Regions from separate parts of the Sus scrofa genome. Here region 2 is linked to region 1. The links are chromatin contacts, called in public Hi-C maps. All regions are on one chromosome and are shown on one strand. Each heading gives the region's core, a stretch centred on a gene start, on an enhancer-like site or on the middle of the called end of the contact. The rest is flanking DNA. Distances are from core to core; before and after follow the strand shown.

Region 1 (3,031 bases), core at 329-2,828:
CACAAACGCTGGGATGCTCAGTTTTCCGGTCCATAAAATGAGATGGTTGGGCCTTAACGAGCTTTCTTCTATCTATAAAACCCCATGATTCCATTACTGTCATCCCCATTCCCATCACTGCAACTGTCTGATCCCAGCTCAGCCCTTCCTCAGGATGCTCTTCGTCTGCACCCTGTCCTCACAGCACATCACATCCCCGCCCTCCCACACTCGCCTCCTCCTCACCAAGCACCTCAACCTTCAGGGCCAGCTCAAGGCGAGCCTTGTCTCTCTCCTTTTCTTTTGTAGGTGAATGTAGAAGAAATAATATACCCAACACTAGCATCTCCATATCACCAGGCAGATCTTCATAACTAAGTTGAAGAATCAATGGTTTGTTTCACCAGAACGACCGGAGAAACTATAAAGGATGCTAAATTATAGGGTGTCAGAAGATACACTCGGGGAGAGGAGCCCTCTTTGCCACACCCGCCACGATGCACCAAAGCAGCAAAATATCAGGCTCCTCACCTTCCCCGGGCAGATCTTTATCCCCAGCCCTAACTTGGAGGGAAAACAATGCAGTGAGGCCCCTGCAAACATGTCTCCCTGGATTTATTCCACATCCAACCTGAGCACTGAGCCCTTCAAAAGGGGAGAATCACTGTCGGTAAATCAAAAACTACTAGACTGAGGTGGGAGGGAGTGCTCCCTCTAGACGGGAAGCCGGAATAAATGTGGAACTAATTAAAAGGGCAAAGCATGTGTACTACTAGGGTTCCACAGTGTAATAATGAAATAACTGTCAGCAGTGGAAGTTATAATGACACATAAAACATATTCTATTCTATAAAAAGTAGTTTCAATTTTAATTAAATCTGATGTACTATCTTTCTACTGATTAAATTTCTGATCTCTTTCTAGGAATGTATACATTCGAGGAAAAATAAAAAAGACTGCAAATAAAACATCCAAAAAGAAATGGCTTCCCACCTGAGGGTCCAACTATCCTGATGGAAAACTGCTCTCCTGCCTATGGAAGCTTCTCAGGATGACCATGTTTTTCCCACCTTGCCCTAAGATTTTCTACTCACCAAGATACAAACCTTCCATCCTTCACCTTTCTCAAGCTCGCTATTCAATAACCTCTTGCATTTCCACCACCCAGTGGTCAAACACACCTTAGCTGCAGCAGCAAGCACCCGGCCAAGCTCTGAGGATCACAGGCACCCTTCCAGAAGCCTCTCAACACCTCTTTTCACCCAGAAAGCCAGAAACTTGCACTTTTCCACTTTCTTTTCAGAGGCAACAGTAAAATCACTTTGTTTTTGGTGGCGGTCATGCTTTGCCTTTTGAGGGGAGCCGCTAAAGGATACGCTTCAGTACAGGGACAGAATCAACAGAGGGTGGGGAGGGAGAAGGTTCCTCTGCCCTTTCGACTACTCGGTATCAGTAAAACTCATAAAGGCCACTGTAAGCCCTTAATGACGCAGTCCTTACTGCTCCGCTCCGCCCAGCTTTCTCAAGGGCCGGATGATTACGGCTGGAGCCTCAAGGCTGGCCTGTGGCTCAGGAAACGTATCTTTAGGTGCACAGTTTGAGAGAAAGGTGGTGTAAATCACAGGACCAGAGGAGCTCTGGGCTCCCACAAGATCTACAGATGACCTTCCAAAGGATGCCCTACAGTGAGCAGGTGAGGTCAGGAGGCCAGGGCACTTGATGCAGGGTATCTCCCCCACTCGGCTGCTTAGAGCAGTGAGCTGGTGATGTCCCCAAGACTCCCTCCTGGAAGCAGGGAAACCAGGGCACAGAACATAGGTGAAAGGTACCCCAGGGCCCTGCCCTGTCAATGGAGAACTGGATCCGACAGGCTCTCATTGAGCCCTAACCTGATACCAACCCCATCCCAGGACAGGAAGCTCTGTGCCTTCACTTCCCCAGGTCTGGGGGGAAGACACTGGCACCTGTTCCATGGTGGGCAGGATGGTGTAGAGAACAGGAGCGAGTGTCCCATGGAGACTGGGCAGGAAAGGCAGGACAGCAGTGGGGGCGGCGGGGTGGGGGGCAGCAGCACTGGGCACAGGAAGGAGGAGGAGAGGGTCTGGTGGGGAGAGTATGTTTTAACAGAGCAATACCAGCAACACATTTCAGGATGCTTTGGAACCATGGCGTTGGCCTGTGGTCCCCAGGCAGTGATCCCATAACCCTCTGCTGAGTGTGTGTGTGCAGCAGGTACTCAGCTGGGTGGGGCTGGGTAACAGGGGTCCAGGCCCTCCGTGTAGGAAGTACAGTTTAGGGAGGTGTCGGGTTTATACCATCACAAGCCAGCACACAATGGGACATAGGCTATTTTGTCTCTTCCCGGGAGTACGTGAAAAACAAACACCAACGACATCAGGACTGAACCTATTTTAAAATCTGGACAAATCCTCCTAATGCTCATGCAGGCCGCCTGTGGCCCGAGTGGGCGCTGAAACAGCTGACTGTGAGCATGCATCTATTGGATCCCTGTGAGCTCCCAGGCCTCTCATCCTGGTCATCAGGGCAAAGTGCAGGGCCCTCTGGTCTCCTGTCCTGAAAGGAATGCACATCCCACAGAGAACCACTCTGCTTCCCAGGGACCCATCCTGCCACGCCCACCCTTTCCTCGCTCAGCGCCCAGCGTCTGCCTGCTCATCATCCCAGGGGTTGCTGCTCAGATCTGTTCTAACCCTTACCTGGCTCTCCAGAAAATGCGATTTCCTTACACTGAAACCATGAATCTCTCACAGACGCTTCACCTGGGCTGGAAGGAAGGCTGATGTTCTCCAAGCTGACCACAGGCTAGCCCCGTGCCACTGCTTTCCTCTCTCACGCAAGCCCTCCCTCTCTGTCGCGTTGTCTCCTGCCCATTTCCTACAGGGATGGAGCTTCAGAGAACATACTCTGACACCCAGCAGTCTTAGGTTCGAGTTAGGCGCTTTATGACCTTGGGTGTCACCTGGTCTCTCTAAACCTCATTTGTACCACGTGTAGGATGGGATGATTTAAGTATCCACATCTCATAGGACTG
Region 2 (3,031 bases), core at 163-2,662, 100 kb after region 1:
GTCCTCCCAGTAACCAAATAAAAAGAACTCAGTGTTTCTCTTAAGACCCCTAAATCGGACCAGGCCCCCCGAGGCTGGTGGCCAGGGCTTAAGGTTTACACCCCCAACAGTGCTTCTCCCACGGAGGAAGGCTCCACGAATCTAATCACTCTCCCTCCATCAGACACCGCGGTGCACAATACTTAGTGGAAAAACCAGCAGAACAATCCTCGCCATTAAACACACAAATAGAAGTAACTGGCAACACGATTAGAAACACGTGGATATCTGATCTTAAAAAGCAGCCTCTAATAGAAACAACTTTTCACCCCTAGGTCCAAGCCCCCCGCTCTCCGCCCCTTCATTCAGGAGAGAAAGCCTCTGACCATTTTCAATAGGCAAATAAATGAGTAACCACCGTATGTAACTTCCCTTGGGCTGACATATTCCGGAGCTGAAATTGATTTATATGCGCAGGAGGAGGAAGGGGGTGACGGAAAAGAGCAAGGAAAAAATAATAAAAGAGTCACACAGGGAGTGTGAGCTGGAGACACGTCTCCGCCAGCAGAAAATGGACTTTTGCGGACACGGTGAAGCACTTGGTTCCACACTGCGCTAGTGCGGGGAGGGCGGCAGGGGCTGGACTCCCCGAGGGGCTCGCGACAGCCTCTGCAGTGCCCCCTGCCCGTGGCGCCCCCACGTCGGGGAGCACAGCCGGGACACCCCACCCAGCCGCAGCCCGATAGGCCACACGTGTGAGCTTCTGTACGCGGCCGGGGGCGACTCCCCTCTCTCTAGCCTCCACCCACGAAATCCAACCTCAACCGCGGCCTGCCAGGCATCAGGGGGAACAGCGAGCGGGAACCCAGGGACGCGGGGCTCTCTGCCGGGGGCGGGGGCATCCCTCCTCCCGCGGAGCCCTCTCTCCTCGGGAAAGTCTCAGCCAAACTTTGTTCCGCGCAGCCAGCGCAGAGGGGGCGGCGCGGGCCAGGTGGGAGGGGGCACGCGGCGGGCGGCCGTACCTTCGCAGACGCCCACTTCGTACTCGGTGATGGAGTCGCCATTGAGCGGGGGGCGGATGACACAGCGCAGCCCCCGGTCGCAGGCTCCGTGGAGCCCGTAGGCGCCGCCGCAGCTCTCGTTCCTCTGGCGGGCGCACATGTAGCAGCAGCCGCAGACGCCCTGCACGATGCTCCCGGGGCAGCTCCTGGGCTCTTCGCACTTGGACTCGTCGCAGGGCAGGCAGACCAGCGCCCGGGTGCCAGAGCGCGCCAGCAGCAGCAAGAGCCCCAGCAGCGAGCCGGCCAGCCCCCTGCCCCCCGCCACCAAGTACATCCTCCTGCGCCGCCGCCTCCTCCTCGCAGTCGGGCCGGGAGCGGGGCGGGCGCCCTCCCCTGTGCGGGGCACACGCGCCGCCGCCGCCGCACCCGCAGCCCGCGGTCCTCGCCGCCCCCCTCGGGGCCCCCGGGGCGCGCCTCCCCTGGCGGGGCGAGGCCCCCGCCCCCTCTGCGGGCCGCGCCGACCCCGAGCCCACTAGCGTTGGCGCCAGCGGGGGCCTCCCCTCTTCCTCCTCCTCCCGGGAGGGAGGGGGAAAAAAGAAAAAAAGTTTCCTCCCGGCAGCTCCGGTTCAACCCAAACTTCTGGCGGCGGCGGCAGCGGCTGCGCCCGGCTCCAGCTCCGGCTGGCGGCGCCTCCTCCCTCTCCTCCTCCGCGTCGGCCGGCCCCGCGGCAGTGGCGGTTGCGGTGGCGGCGCAGCCTCCGGGCCGGTCCCCGCCTCCCGAGCAGCCGAGTGGGCGCGGTGGCGCAGCAGAAGGTCCGCGGCGTCCGCTCCGCGCGCCTGGTTCGCCTCACTCCTGCGCCGCTCCTCCGGGCGCTTGTTTATGGCTCGAGCCTCTGCCGCTCCGGCTGCGCCCTCCCCCATCCTACCTCATCCCCCAGCCCGCGCCGCGCGCCGCTCATTGGCTGCCCCCCACCCCTCCCGGCCCGGCCGGCTCCCTCCCCCTCCTCCGCCCTCCCTACCCGGCGGCCGGGCCCTTCCTCCCTCGCACGCCTCCCCCCACCCCCCCCACGCTCCTCCTGTGCCTCCGGAGCCCGGCGCACCGAGCCGGCCCTGCAGCGGGGTCTTCGCGCGCCTCGCCCGTTCTGGCGTCGCCCGCTCGCTGCGGCTCGGGGAGCGAGGCGCATCCGGCGAGCTACCAGAGTCGCGGCGTCCCGAGCGCCCGCCGGCCCCAGGTCCACCGTGGCTGGCCTGGGAGTCCTGAGGGCGAGACGGCTGCACCTCCGGTGCCGGCTTTGAGTTCCGAGAATGGCTGGGGACCCCGGAGCTCGGGGCGGGGTGGGGGAGAATTGCTGCAGCCCTTGGCTGGAGTACCCGCCGGATCGAACCCCGGGAAAGGGAAGCAAATGCATGGAACCTCCGCAAAACTGGACGAGAATCCATCTTCCACTGGAGCTGGGAATAGACTTTGTAAAAGATCTTATGTAATGGAGTCTCGGGAAGCTCGAGACGCCTCCAGCGAAGCTGCTGGTGAATTAATTAAGTGCTTTAAATCGTCTAGGTAAATATTCCGGGGCGGGGGGACGACTGTTGGGGGCCTCCGTAGCTTGAGTTGCATTTTAACTGCCTACATCTTGTCTGTTTCGTCGCTCTGCCGTCTGTGCCGAGGTACTACATTATCGGAGGGGGCGAGTGGAAAGTGGAGGTGAATTTTTCTCCCTTGAGTAAGGCTGAACACTGGATTACGACAAGTCTTGACATGATTGGACCTGCGTATTTTATGCATCATTAATGTCATCTCACATTGCCCCTTTCCCAAGCTCGTGGACAGATGTGGTGGGTTTTCAATTTTTCATTTATTGTGAACCTACTAATAAAGAAGATCTGGGGTAAATATTCTTTGTGTTAAACCAGGTAAAGAAACAGCTGAAGTCATGCATCCTTGTTTCTTTTATGTAGCTGTCAGAAAAGGTTCTCAAAATGATTGGCTCTGTAATGGCCCACCATTACAGGATGTGTTACATGGTCAATAAAATTAGTGAATTAATAAAAAGT

The links. Hi-C and Micro-C count contacts between places; a contact is called where the count stands out from the background.
Region 2: a contact with region 1 is called in a Hi-C map of omental adipose tissue, with 1.9 times the contacts expected there. The contact joins the promoter of CRIM1 here to the enhancer-like site in region 1. A contact is called at or near these places in 2 of 5 promoter capture datasets (fetal skeletal muscle and liver), 14 of 47 Hi-C or Micro-C datasets (alveolar macrophages, embryonic fibroblasts, fetal heart ventricle and 8 more) and 1 of 2 datasets of contacts at active chromatin or transcription factors (skeletal muscle).

What each region holds. Positions count from the first base shown.
Region 1 is chr3:103,709,928-103,712,958 of Sscrofa11.1, forward strand. The region is part of intron 4 of CRIM1 (cysteine-rich motor neuron 1 protein); the gene reads right to left. Among named protein-coding and RNA genes, the nearest start is that of CRIM1, 100 kb to the right of the region's middle. Within about 2 kb of position 1,579, at least 6 of the 83 cell types and tissues checked have an H3K27ac peak or open chromatin away from gene starts, as enhancers often do. A contact at or near this core is called in omental adipose tissue, where this site is marked.
Region 2 is chr3:103,814,044-103,817,074 of Sscrofa11.1, forward strand. CRIM1 (cysteine-rich motor neuron 1 protein) reads right to left here and starts at 1,413. Exons shown (of 16, transcript XM_021087639.1): 1 at 1,002-1,413. The coding sequence starts at 1,314.